2 separate regions of the Sus scrofa genome follow, and region 1 is linked to region 2. Evidence: chromatin contacts called from public promoter capture Hi-C data. All regions are on one chromosome and are shown on one strand. Each heading gives the region's core, a stretch centred on a gene start, on an enhancer-like site or on the middle of the called end of the contact. The rest is flanking DNA. Distances are from core to core; before and after follow the strand shown.

Region 1 (7,454 bases), core at 1,583-4,082, 150 kb after region 2:
CTATGAGCTGAGGTGTAGATCACAGACACGGCTCGGATCTGGTGTTGCTGTGGCTGTGGCACAGGCCGGCAGCTGTAGGTCCAATTAGACCCCTAGCCTGGGAACCTCCATATGCCAAGGGTGCGGCCCTAAAAAAAGAAAAAAAAAAAAAAAAAGGTGGGAGTGGGGAGGGGTGTAAGAGTGAACATCCTTAAGTCTTCTTTGTAAGGAATGATATAAGGAAACCATCAGTCCTTCAGTATATATATTTGTACACACACTCCCACTCTCTTATTTACCACCCAACTTACAAACGCCCAAGAGCCCAAACCACTGTTCAGGCTCAAGTCCTCAGGCCAAGGAGCACTGGATTTGCCAAGGCTCCTCCCTTGCTGATGATCACTAGTTACCTAGCAGTGAAGGAGTTTAATTTTTTCTTCCCTGCAGCCATAGCTTGAAGAAAAGGGAATCCTGCCTTCTCCAAAGGCAGGTAGAAGGAAGGCTGGGTGTCAGGTTTCCTTCCTGGCAGGTAGGGGACAAGTTTCAAGTGGCCCAGGTCACATTTTCCCACAGAACCACTGCTCTGGCTACTGGTTGGTGTCTGAAACAGTATGGCAGCACTGGGCAGAACTGAGCCCTCATTTGCTGCTTCAGAATCCTGCTTCAGATTTAAGATATGGGCTTTTCTCCAGACATCTCCCTTCACATGAGTTCTTGAGACAACAACAATTTTTTATCAGAAGACCATGTTCCTGGTTGGCCCAAGTGACCACAGCCTACTGTGGTCACAAAATCACTAATAAAACACTATTCACTACTAATACACTATTTACAGGGCCAGTAACCAGGACCTGCAATCTTGTACTTCACTTTTCTTTGCACTTGCTCGTCCATGTTCCTGAAAGACCCCTAGTTTCCCTCCAGCTCAGTGTCATTCATCTCCTCTTGGGCCTCTGACCTGGGCCAAAGGCTCCTCCTGTGAGGCTTTTACTCTGTGGCATCTATCAAAGTCCTCACACAGTCTTATGGTTTACTTCATCTGTCTGACTTCCTAGAGCAGACTGGGGGTAGGGGCTGTGTCTTCTCTGGGTCCCCAACCCAGTGCTTGGCACATGGCAGGCACCCAGCCTTGCATCTAGGAAATGTTTGTGGAATGCAGGACTGAGTTTGAAGTCACTCTGTAAGCCGAATATAGCTGTACCCCTTTTCCTTTTTAATACCATGTAGAGTTTGTAGCAAGAAGCACTAACAGTGTCACTTGAATTTAGGACTTTGGGTGGAGGCTCCAAGGGAGTAGAAAGAGCACTTCAATGAACAGGAATCTGAACCTCTGGGTTCTTTTCTGGGCTCTGTTAATTAAGTTGTCACCTTGGGGATGGCACTTTTTCCAACTGAGGAAATGGCTCTGGGCAGTTCTTCGCCTGGGATTCACAGACCTCTAAAGGGTCTTTGGAGAAGGGGCTTAAAGGAAGTTCATAAATTCTGAAATTACTGCCTAACTCAATCTGTTTGCATCTATGGGGAGAGAGACTACAGATTCTCAAGTAATCAAGAACTGCTAATCTGGATAATTTTCTGAGTCTCTCCAATCTAGAAGGGGGAGGAAGTGCTAGGGAATAGCAGATATGGCTAGCAACCATCCCACATAATACTACCCAGGCCCATCTGAGATGGATTTGTCAAGAGAGCCCTGGCACAACCACAGAGCTGATTCTTCAGCTCCCAAACTTTGGCCTCAGGAGCCAGGGAGCAGAGGCAGAGTCCAGGGTGGAGCAGACACATACATAATGCTCTTAAAGGGAGAGGGGAGCAGGATCAGGAAGGAAAATGGCTGCAAGGTGAACTAGACATGGACTCAGGGAAGTAAGGAATAAAGTAGTAGAGTGGTGGAGATGGCACAGGTATAGGGAACACCAAGAGTCCTGGAGATGGACGCCTTTGCTAGCAGGAAAAGAGGAAGGAGCTGGCACTTCTTCTTCTTCTTTTTTTTTTTCTGGCCATACCCAGGACTTGTTTAAATCCCTGGGCCAGGGACTGAACCAGACCGGCCGCTGCAGTGACACTGTCTGGATCATTAACACAAAAACACTCCCAGGAGCTGGCACTTCTGAGTATCTATTAAGTGCTGGGTACTCTGCTGATCACGATAATCCTACAAAGGAGGCTTTATCAGCCCCAAGCAAGAGAGATTAAATACAAGTTCCACAGCTTTTAAGTGTCTCTCTGGCTTCCCTTTCTTTCCTGCACTGTCTGCCCAGTGGAGAAATTCACAGCATGTCCTAAGTCAGGCAGCCTCTCCTGCAAAGCGCAACGACAAGAGGCTTGTACTATGAATCTGCAGCTGGCAAAAGAGAGAGGAGGCTTCAATCATTTTGCAACTGTCCGGGCTCTGGCCACGTGGCTAGTTTCCAGGAAGCACGCGACAAAAACCCTGCTCTTAGCACCGTGGAACCCTCGGCCACCGCCAACCCTCCCCCTCCCCCCAACATGGTAACCAGCTCGGATCTGGTCGTCCAGGGCGTGCAGAATGGGGCCCGCACCACGCTGGAACTGATGACCTGAGACCGCGTTTTGGCTTGCAGGCGAGTAAGACAGGGGCAGGCTAGATTCTCCACTCCCATTCCAGTTTTACCAGGCGCAGGTCTCCAGGTCCGTGCACCACCAGGGAGAGGTTCTCGGGCTTGGCCGCCGCCATGTCGCTCTTTCTTTCTCAGGTCGAGGTTGCGGTCCGCAGGTCGCGAGGTGAATCGGTTGGCAGCCCGGTCTCGGGTTAGGGGTGAGGGGCCAGAGGCCGGGATTTGACTAAGAGCTCGCGGCCAGCGAGGGGCGGGGCTTCCTAGTCCCCGACAGCCGAGGCGGGGCTAGCGTGGAGGGGCGGGGCTGCTCTGCTCCCTCCCAGGATCAGCCTGTGGGGTGGGGAGGGGGTAGGGAAGGGAAGGGAGGGGCAGCAAAGACCGACTTAACCTAGCTCCGTTGGCAGCACACTGTTTGCCTCACCTCCAAGCAGACAAATCTGCCCTGAAAGTAACCTGCGGAGGTAACAGCTCCACAGACGAGTGTTCTCAAACTTCAGCTGCAGAAGGGGGGGGGGGGGGTAGGCAGTATGGGGCAGTTTCTCAAGACAAGCACTGAAATTTTGATATAGTAAATCTAGTCTAAGCTGAGGCCTGAGGGTCTGTATTATTAGCATTAAGAATGCTTAGGCTGCAGGTAGGGCACATCTACAACTGGGGAAGAGGTGTTGCACTGACAGAGCGTGCAACTAGCCTGGTGTCCCCAGCATCCAGCAAAGTGCCTAGCACCAGAAGAAGTGAATGAATGAATTTGTGCATCATTCCATGGGCCCGATGCATCAGTGCAAAGAAGCTGTGAAATGAAATATGTGAGCCTCTTTCTCTTAACCAGCTCTGCTTCTAATATTACAAGCAGGATTTCTGTCCAAATTCTTCCTTCAAGTCTCTCTCCCCTTCAAGAAACAGCAAAGTTTTGAAGTTTTACTCTAAAGGGGAGAGAACTGCCCTCTTGAAAAGCATGTCTATAAAGGCCCCTCCCTTCTTTAAGGATTTTGAAGACAGTGTAGGGATTTCATTATCTACAGCCTCTACCCCTTCCCCAGACACTCCACCAGATCCTCTTACCTCTACCAGGAGACTTTTCCCAGCATCTCTCCCCCTGAAGATGTCTCAGTGTGGTACTTATTGTATGCCCCACATAAGGGACACAGCCTGTACTTTCACTAGTGATTATCTCTTCCACAAAACCATTGGAAGCCCACTGAGGCTAAGGCCTCATTTCTTAAATTCAAAATAAAAGAAAAAAAATTGATGATGACATGAATCAAGCTCTGGAATGCCAATAATGACAAAAGGGGAAGGAGGGGGTGGTATTACAAGGTATAACAAAACAATGGGATGGATTTTGCGGTGGACTCACAGAGTCAGTAGTGTTCTTTGCTTTGAGATACCTCCCACAAGGTCTGGCTGTGCTTGGCTAGTTCCCCAGGCTGCTCTTGCACTCAGCTTCTGAGCAGGCTTTGGAGAGGTGACTAACTAGGGGTTGCCTGCCTTTACTCATGCACCTAAATTTAAAACTCAGCTTCCCCTCTTTGCCTTATGGGGTTTCCTCACAGTTTCCCAGCATTTCTTTTCAATGAGTAAAGCTGAAGATGGAGACAGCCCCATGACTGGCTCAAGGGCTACTTGAAGTAGACACTTCTTGAGTTTTAAATCAAGAAAACAGAACACCAGAACCAAAGCAAAAGTCACTGAAATAATGACAAAACTGCCACACTGGGAGTGCAAAAAATATTTGTTTTCTCCTGAGCAGTAGAACTTTGAAACTATCTTGAAGGTTGTTGGCTGGGGACAAGAGATTTAGAAGGCTAGGAAACAAATTTAAAAATATATCCTGGAGTTTCCATCATGGCTCAGTGGAAACGAATCTGGCTAGCATCCATGAGGACACAGGTTTGATCCCTGGCCTTGCTCCGTGGGTTAAGGATCTGGCATTGCCGTGAGCTGTGGTGTAGGTTGCAGACGTGTAGCCTGGTAGCTGCAGCTCCAAATCAACCCCTAGCTTGGGAAGCTCCATATGCTGGGCCCTAAAAAGACTGTGTGTGTGTGTGTTCTATGGGAGTTCCTGTTGTGGCTCAGCAGTAATAAACCTGACTATTATCTATGAGGACACAGGTTCGATCCCTGGCATCGCTCAGTGGTTTAAGGATCTGGTGTTGCTGTGAGCTGTGGTGTAGGTCATAGACGCAGCTTGGATCCCGCATTTTTATGCAGTTGCAGCTCCAATTCAACACCAGCCTTGGAATTACCATATGCTGTACCTGCGGCCCTTGAAAGCAAAGCAAAAAAAAAAAAAAAAAAAAAAAAAACAACCAAAAACCAAAAACCAAAACAAAACAAAACCCACAAAAACAAAAACAAAAAAACCAAAAAACAAAACAAAACAAAAAGAAAGCAAAAAAAGATATATATGTATTCTATGACCATGGCCCTTTATAGAAAAGTTAACAGGGTGAGTTGATAAGGATTCTTAAGAAACTGATATTTTAAAAATAAAAAAGCAAGTTGTTATTACAGTGTTTAAACAACTTGTGACATTTCTACATAATTTCCTAACAGAGACCAGCATCCACCATGGTGAGGAACAGACTTTTTAGGCATTTTACTGAAAAAGGACTAAAATGTGGCCTTGCCCTTGCTGCTGGTCTGCTTAGCACAGCTTCTCTGGGCCTCTGCCTAATTTTCCAAATAGCACAGCACTTTTAAGCAGTCTCTCTACCACATACGACTTCAACAAGTTGTTGATAAAATTCTTCTGTGAAAACTTATTTGGAATTTAAATATTAAATCACAAGATGCAGGTGCATATAATCTGGGGTCACGTATCTAGAAAAACAGAGATTTTAGCCCAGGGAACATCTTATCACTGGGTTACTTCAGGTTTGGAATTTTACATAGTGTACTAACAAGAAAAATCAGTGTGCCGTGGGGCCTTAGTGTGCCAAAGGTCAGAACAGTTATAAAATTCTGATTTCCAGATTTCTCCATTTGGTCATCAACTCTTCAATTACTCAAATCTGGTTATTTACAACAAAAGAAAGAAACAACAAAAACAAAAAGAAGGCGTTCCCATTGTGGCTCAGCAGTAATGAACCTGACTAGTAACCATGAGGACATGGGTTCAATCCCTGGCCTTGCTCAGTGGGTTAAGGGTCTGGCATTGCCTTGAGCTGTGGTGTAGGTCACAGAGATGGCTCAGATCCTGCATTGCTGGGGACTGTGGTGTAGGCCGGCAGCTGCAGCTCCAATTTGACCCCTAGCCTGGTAGCCTCCATGTGCCATGGGTGTGGCCCTAAAAGGCAAAAAATACCCAAAAAACAAAAAGAGGAGTTCCTTTGTGATGCATCACTTCAGTGGCATCACTGCAATGGCTTGGGTTGGGTGGATGCTGTGGTGCAGGTTCAGTCCCTGGCCTGGGAACTTATACATGCTATGGGTACAGCCAAAACAAACAAACAAACAGACCTCCCAAAAATAAAAAACAAAGGTCCTGCATTGGAAATAGAGAGAGTTAAACTAGTAAAACAAGCAACGGAGGAGTTCCCATTGTGACTCAGCAGAAACGAATCTGACTACTATCCATGAGGATGCAGATTCAATCCTTGGCCTGGCTCAGTGGGGTACAGCTCTGATTCAACCCCTACCTGGGAACCTCCACATGCTGTGGGTACAGTCCTAAAAAAAAAAAAAAAAAAAATAGTCAATGGGATTCTCTAAGGAACTAGTAATATACCTGCTATTAGAAAATCTCAAGAAAGAATTAAGAAGGGTTAGGAAAAGGAACTAAGAGAGCAGGAATTTTATTCTAGAGCTATCCAGGAGAGGTGCTTGGTGGTAGTGGTGGAAGTTCTGCTGGCACAGAAGAATAGAAGCAAGGAGATAAACAGTTAAATTTACTGTCACATGTCAGCTGAGGATGCTAACTTGGACTTAGACAAATGGTGGCAGTAAAGACAAACTGAAGAGGATATATCCAAGATTTATGTTTGAGGTAGGTTCTATGGGACTTGGTAAGTAAGGGATTGGCTCATAGGAATTGAAGAGAAAATGGTAGAAATGTAGACTCCCAGATTCTGACATGATTAGTTGATGAATGATGGATAGATGAGATTTTATTATCTGATACGGTAGCATTGAGGGAGAAGGAGCAGATTTGGTGGAAAGATCAGTCAGGTAATTTTGGATAGGCCAAGTATGAAATGCCTATGAGACATCCAGGTGAAATGACCAAGTGATATAGGGCCTGGGAAAGTCTACGCTTAAAAAACCTAGACTAAATTTGGAAATCACTGGTATATAGACTATATTTATAGCAATAAGAGAAATGAGATAACCTAGGGAGATGCTATAGAATGAAAAAAGAGATGGCATAGGTCTAAGCTCTGAGCATCCAACTTTAAGGGATGAGGTAAAAGAAAAAGGAATCTGCAAAAGATCCTCAGAATAAGTGAAGCCATAAAAGGAAAACGCAGTGTTTTAAGAAGGAAGTGGCCAACTGTTGAATGCTGATGAAAAGTCAAGGTGGAAACCAAAAAGCATTTAGTGGGATTTAGCAACAAGGAAGTCATCTGTGATCATGGAAAAGAGCTTTAGTGTAAAAATGGGAGTAGGAGCCATATTTAGTTGGGATGGTTCATCTACTCATTCAGCAAATACATAATAAGCATATATGACACAACAGGTACAAGGTGTTTGGGAGAAAATGAACAAGACAAACACAATCCCATTTCAGGGAGAAGAAGCCATTAAATAGATAATCACAAAAGTAATGATGTATCATAATTCCTACCCCGGCCCAGCGTGGTGGGTTGGGGATCTCAAGTTGTCTCAGCTGTGGCATGGGTCGCAACTATAGCTCAGATTCAATCCCTGTCCTGGGAACTGAGAACTTCCATGTCCTGT
Region 2 (7,213 bases), core at 3,925-6,424:
CATTGAAGGGCAGAACTGAATCCTACTATATTTGTATTCCAAGAATACCACCTCTCCATAAATATTTGAACAGAGATTTCTTATTGGATTCATAAATGAGAGAAGTGGCCCAGTTTACTTTATGGTTGTCTCTTACAAGTTGTATTCTTGCAACATAGAATCACGTTATTTTCCTAGCAGTCCAATGGAAAACGTGGCCCAAATGAAGCTCCATCTACATGCAGAATCTCCAAGAACAGAGTGTGTATGTGAGTGTATGGGGATGTGTTTGAACTTTCACGGTTGTGGAGAGCAGATGGGCCCAAGGCAAGGCTGGAGACAAAAGGCAAGAGCCCAGACTTAGAAGGCAGAACCAGAAGGGATGAGAGCTCAGGACAAGACTGGCCATTCAACCTCAGGCAAACAGAAGTAAAGCCACCCTAATCAGTATCCAGTAAGAAAAATAAGTGCTAAGGACTAGGCATTGGGACATGTGCAAATCTAGGAGGTTAAGGGAGGAGGAGAGGATGTGGCTTGAGAGAAAGGAAAACACTGTCATTTTAAAGAAAGTTTGGGAAAAGAAGGTTTCAAGCACAGAGGAAGTCAGCATACTCTGCAAAGGAGAAAGAGGAATAAGAAAGTCAATAGTCTTATCATTTAGAAGTCATTGTTGATGTTTAAAACCTTCTAAAAGAGTAAATAGATAACATGTATCGGGAGTCAGAAAAAAAATGTGCACTCTTTGCCCCAGTAACTCCACTTTTGAGACTCTTTCCAAAGGAAATAATCCTAAACTTGGAAAAGTTATCTGCATACAAATGTTTGTTATAGTTATTTAGAAGGGACAAGAATGGAAATAACGTAAATGCTCAACACATAAAGTGTTGAACTAAATGAAGCTATGTTTATTTGATAAGATATTAAATAGCCATTTTTAAAGTACAAAGTCAATTTCTAAATACCATTTCCAACTAAAAGGAGTAAGACTTCAGAAGTACAAGTTGAGTCTGGAATATATTGTATGAGAAAACAAGTAAATATTTAAAGATTGGCAGGACCAAGTCAAAATAAAGCAAAAGGCTCTTAAAAAGGATTCTACTGGCCAAATCTGGGACAATTCTCAACATCAAAAAGAATAATGAAGGTAATGGATTATATCACACTGAATTTTTTGTTTGTTTGTTTGTTTTTTTGTCCTTTTGGGGCTGCACCCGCAGCACATGGAGGTTACCAAGCTAAGGGTCTAGTCGGAGCTACAGCTGCCAGCCTATGCCAGAGCCACAGAAACACAAGATGTGAGCCGCATCTGCGACCTACACCACAGCTCACGGCAACGCCAGATCCTTAACCCACTGAGCAAGGCCAGGGATTGAACCTGCAACCTCTTGGTTCCTAGTCGGAGTCATTAACCACTGTGCCATGATGGGAACTCCCACACCTTTTTTTTTTTTTTTTTTTTTTTAAAGCTTTTTTGAGACCATGGGGATGGGGAAGGGGAGAAGGAGGAGGGGGAGGGAGGAGGAGGAGAAACTCTTCTTTACAGAGGAATGTCGATAATAAATGCAGAATGACAGATTTAGTCACCATTTTGTACTCCTCACTGTAACAACAAATGTAAGCACAGATCATCAATGGATGCTAAAACCACTGGGTAAAACACTGTTGGGAACTAATAGTTAAAGGTCTAAGGACATCACAACACAACTTACTTTAAATTGTCAAGCAGAGAAATCTGATAGATTCCAACTTAAGCAAGTGATAAGCCTAGCATCACCAATAAAGAACAAAAGTGTACTATTGGCCAGCCTGCCAGTGTGACACACAGCAAAGTCCACAATGTTCCTTATGTACTTTATATACTGGTCTTTTCAAGAATGTCTAACCTGAACCTAATCACGAGGAAACCGTGGAAAGATCCAAAATGTGGGACATTCCATATGACCATTGCCAAAGACACTTTTAAAATGATCAGTGTCAGGAGAAAACAAACTAGCAAGAAAAAAATGGGGAACTGCTCAAATTTAAAGAGATTAAACAAGTGCAACAGGGGGAGCTTGATAAATCCTGATTAAGGACAAAAAAAACCCCCACAGCACTGAATATATAAAACATTCAGGGGAAAAAAGAAAAAATTAATATGAACTGTGTAATAGACAATACTATTATGATAATGGTCTTATGGCCCTATAGAATTCCTTTTTCTTAGGAAATGGCTGCTGAAGTATTTAGAGCTTGAAGGGTCATGATATCTGCAACTTGCATCAAATGGTTAAGGAAACAAAGGAGAGGGGGATAGAACAAATGTGGCAAAATGTTAGAAAGTAGTGAATCTAGGTGAAGGGTATACAGATTTTCAATGTACTTTGAATTTTTCTGTAGCTTTGAATTTTTTTGAAAAAAAAAAGTTAGAAGAAAGTAAAGCTTAGATAATTAAGATGGGGAAATTATGCAATGCTAAGTGGAAAAAAACAAGGACGGAATTGTTTATACCACAATTTTAGCTATATAAAAATAAGAACAAGAGAAATGATCTTTATTCATTTCAACATTTGTTAAGCTCCTGCCACATGACAGGCTCTGCACTAAGTGATGGGAACACCCGGCTTTCTCTTCAGAATCCTGAGTCTATGGTATAATGCTTAACATGCTTAAATTCGAGACTTTGCCATCTGGCAAACTGCACTCAAGGCTCAGAGGAACCTTGCTGTCATGGCCTCACCCCTGTGTCCTTGGTTGCTAGCAAGCTCAACAACCCTTGCTTCCAGGAGCCCACACTCTGGTAGCGGAGGAAAGTAAATCAACAAATAGTTTAAAACAAGAGTAAGTTCATCGTGCACATAAGGTATTACAGCTTTTTAATTATCATTAAACTCTACCCTTATGATATCCTCTCCCTTCCTCATCCAACTTTACTTCTTATTCTTCCTCACTTTGAATCCTCCACTTTTTTATGGTATGCTGCTTCCCATCTCAATGCCTTCACTCAACCCATGCTGACCTCCTGGTTTGTAATGTCCTTTCATGCCTTTGATTTATCTGTCCAAATCCTACCCAGCTCAGGCCTAACCCCCTCCATGAAGCCTGCCATCTTTCATGCAGACTTGGTTGATTCCTTTCCTCTGAACTGACAGCTTAATTCCATATTACTTAAGAATATGTGGCTTCATTTGACACCTACCCATTGTAAGCATTTTACAGTTTACAAAGCCTGTTCATATCCATCATTTCCCCTAACCCTCAATGACAATTACCATGCTGTCATGCCTTTTGCAGATATAAGGAAAGTGAGACAGCGGCATTGAGTACCTTGCCACCAATCCTCAAAGATCTGGCTACAGCCCGTAACTATTGTTGTCAGACACCCAGTGATTGAGGAGACCATCCAATGTGGATCAACTGGACCATTCTTCTGGACCAGTCTTTATTATCTCTATGTCCAGCATTGCTTTGTTAGCCAATTTTTTTTCAGCCTTTCAGGGCTGTACCTACGGCACATAGGTTCCCAGGTAAATCGGAGCTGCAGCTGCCAGCCTACATCATAACCAAGGCAACGCCAGATCCCAGCTGCCTGTGACCCATGGCTGGCTGCAGCTTGAGGCAATGTGGGATTTGTAACCCACTGAGCAAGGCCAAGGATCAAAGCCGCATCCTTACGCATACTAGTAGGGACCCACCGAGCCAAAATGGGAACTCCCTGTTAGTCAATTTTTTAAGCTGCACATTTTTACAATGTACATGGTATTTCCTCTATCATAAGCCATGAAATGAGGAACAATATCAGATGTTTCAGCATCTACTATAGCCCTTCCACTCAGTGTGGTGGGAGGACCAGTTGTATCTGTATCATCTGGGAGCCTGTTAGAACTACACAGGGACCCCATCCCAGCGAGACCTACAGAATCTGAAACTTCAATTTAACAAGTTCCCCAGGAGATTTGTGTTCACATTAAAGTTTGAAAAACACTGTTCTGTAACACCGACTAGAATGTGAACAGGGCAAAAACTCCACGAATATTTTGAGGGCCCTGGGAATCCTAGGGGATTCTCAGTTTTACCATCACATCTTACTCTACTCCAGCTTTAAGGCCTCTTCCCTTTGCGACATCTCTTGAGTCTTTGCCCCCTTACAAGGTAAATAGGAGCCTAAGAATAAGGGAGACACTGAGGCAGTGCCAAGGGGGGTGGGAGTGGGAGTGGGATGTTGGTGAGGTGAAGCTGCTTTCTAACTGAGCCAAAAGAAAATGTTGGCGTCAGCTTCAGGGTTACAACGTTTCTGGGGAGAAACGCTTTATTTCTAAGACAAAAATGCCTATTGCTTGAGCATCCCAGCCTCTGGAAGATAAGGGGTTTGTGATAGACAACATTGGAACTGTTTCTAGACTTGATTTATTGACTTGTCTGTTTTTATTCTGTCACTAATCTGATTGACAATGAAACCCAGGATGTGACTTGAAGGGATTTCTCTGTGCGCACACTGCCCTTAGGGCGGGGAGGAAGAGGGGGCATCTGCTTAGCGCGGGTGCGCCTGTGAGTGGGAGGGATTTGCCTGAGAGAAGGATGTGTGGAAACCCCACGGGAGACGTGGGTGCCTCTAGGGAGTTGACTGTAACGTGAGGCGTATCTGCCCAGAGTGGGTTTGAGTATGTGCGGGCGGGGCGGGCAGTTAGATTGGAGGCAGTAGGTGGGGCTCCCATGGTAGCACGCGGGAGGTGGTGGTTACAGACACATCTTACAGAACAGCCCCTGTTTCATACCCCACCCCAGTTTTTCCTCCTACGATATTATTTCCCAGGTGGGAGGCCTTGGGGAGGGTAAAGGTGGGGGCGGAAGGCTCCGGAGGGCCAAGAACCCTGGAGTCTGAGGGCTCCCCTCTCGGCGTCACGCGGGAGGTGGGAGGTGGGGAGGGGAACATATAAGGACAGGTGCGCCCCCATCAGGGGCACGTTTGGGCGACACATGGGGGATTCATCCTCAGAGGTCGCATTCCCTGCCCTCGGGGTCGCCACTTTACTTCTCCAGTATTCACAAGGGCTGGAAGCCTCAGCCCTTCTTTTACATGGGGCAGGGGAGGTAGACCCTTTTAGGTAGCGGAACCCCGCCCCTCCCTTGTTACTGACGAGCCCTACCCCCTCCAGCCGCCAGTGGAGCTCCGCCCCCTCCCCGCCCCCTCCCCGCCCCCAGCCAGGCCGCTGCTCTCCCCGCGTTCAGTCTGGCTGGCCCCATGTTACTGAGCGGAGCTCCTCCGGCTGGCTCCGGCCCGGGGCCGCGGGCGCAGGGGAGCGCAGGGGGCGGCCCGGGGGGATCGCGCCGGGGCGCCGGGGGTGCAGGAGCCGGCCCAGGAGGGGGTAGCAGCGGCGGAGTGGCCAAGTGGCTCCGGGAGCATCTGGGCTTCCGCGGCGGGGGCGGCGGCGGAGGTGGAGGCAAACCGGCGCCCCCCGAACCGGACTACCGCCCCCCTACACCCTCCCCGGCCGCACCCCCCGCACCACCCCCGGACATCTTGGCCGCCTACCGACTGCAGAAGGAGCGCGACTTCGAAGACCCCTATTCCGGGGGGCCGTCCGGCTCCGCTGCCCTAGCCACCCCTGCCGTCCCCGGCCCCACGCCGCCTCCGCGTCACGGCTCGCCCCCCCACCGACTTATTCGGGTCGAGACCCCTGGCCCCCCAGCGCCCCCTCCTGAGGAAAGGATCTCTGGACTTCCCGCCAGCAGCGACCGGGTGAGTGCCGCGCCGGGCGGAGGTGTCCAGGAGGAGAGGTGGTCAGCGGTCTGGGGCTTTCGAGAGGGACAAAGGTGCCCTGGCCGGGTCCGGGCCCCGCGGTGTCACGGTTCCTGGCGGACACAATTTTAGTCCCGGTCCCCAGGGTTCGGAGCCTTCATCCACCTTTGTTCAGATTCTCGACCTTCTTACCTGGGACGTGCTCCCCAAACTCTGCCTCTATCCCCTATTACTGCCCCAGAACTAGTGACACTCCCCCCCCACCCGCCCCCGCCCAGGCTCTGCTCTCCTCATCGCAGCCCCCGGAGCCTAATCAAGGAGCCTTTTTCTAACGGAATTTGAGCTCCCCTTCTCCCCCTTTTTATGGCCTTTCTGCCCCCTGGGAGCAGCAGCTCACTGCCCTTTGATCTCTGACCCCCGCCCCCAACCCCAGGGCGGCAGAGCTAGCACAAAGCTCCTTTCTTCCTTTTAAGAAAGCCAGAGCATCTTTGTAGGTGCTGAAGCTCCAGGAAGGAGGCGCAGGCTGGGTTTCTCTCTGTGGACACAGCAAGAGCTGGCCTTTGCCTTGCCCAGTGGCACTGGAGCCGGGTGGACTGTTGTTCTCAGGAAGCCAGAACAGGCAGTATGCAGGTCTTCACCAAGGATGCTGACCATTGAGATCCAGGCAGGCCCATTCTTTGTCCCCCCAGGTATGGGAACAATCTATGCTCAGAACCTGTTGCCCATAAGGGGCTAAGCAACTGAGTCCACTTCTCCTTTCCTCTCCTCCTCTTGGCCTCCTCTTGCCCAGGTTCATTCTAAGGGTGGTTACAGCTTTTCATGAATCTGCAGGCTTGGGGTGGAGAGGAGGGCTGGGCATTCACTGTTCCTGAGAACATCCACTGTGCCTTAGAGGCCCCTGTTAGAGAAGCCACCCCCTGCCCAACCCAGTGTGGCCTTATCCCTCCCTGACAGCTGAAAGCCATCTCCAGGTCCCTGTAGCGCTAAATTCTAAGACTATGACTCTGTGGGCTGCCCTGGCGCTGTTGTCCCTCTTCACTTACCCCTGGGAGCTTAGCTCTGGGGCTTTCTCCCCTCTCCTCAGCAGAGAACACAGTTTTATTTGATTGGAGGCAAAGTTGCTGTCTGAATCCATTGGCTCCATCCAGGGTTGAGGCTTTCAGCTGAGAGCATGCCACTGTTCTGCCTGATTTCTTGGGTAAGAAAATTGTGTCAGGGTCAGAACAGTAGCCTCAGGAATGTGAATTATTTTTCCCCTAGTTCCTGCTGTGGGGCATGGCTTCCCATCCTGGGCCAGGATCCTTAGTCTACAGAAGGAAGCTGTGCTTTCTTCACTCATCCTTTGCTTTCTCTTCTTCCTAACTGTTCCCTGCTGTTGCGGGCGATGTGTGGTGATGGTGGCAGTGAGGCAGACAGAACATCAGGCCTTGTTCTTACTATTGACCAGTTAGCCTCCTCCTCCCTGACCACTGCCTGTTGGCACATGGGCCTGAATTGTCCCTGGGCCTCCTCCCC

Evidence for each region. Promoter capture Hi-C pulls out the DNA fragments that hold promoters and counts their contacts.
Region 1: a contact with region 2 is called in a promoter capture Hi-C map of liver, with 1.8 times the contacts expected there. The contact joins the promoter of SORD here to the promoter of SHF in region 2. A contact is called at or near these places in 1 of 5 promoter capture datasets (liver), 1 of 47 Hi-C or Micro-C datasets (liver) and 1 of 2 datasets of contacts at active chromatin or transcription factors (alveolar macrophages).

What each region holds. Positions count from the first base shown.
Region 1 is chr1:126,698,252-126,705,705 of Sscrofa11.1, forward strand. SORD (sorbitol dehydrogenase) reads right to left here and starts at 2,833. Exons shown (of 9, transcript NM_001244162.1): 1 at 2,612-2,833. The coding sequence starts at 2,674.
Region 2 is chr1:126,544,562-126,551,774 of Sscrofa11.1, forward strand. SHF (SH2 domain-containing adapter protein F) reads left to right here and starts at 5,175. Exons shown (of 6, transcript XM_005659642.3): 1 at 5,175-5,698. The coding sequence starts at 5,201.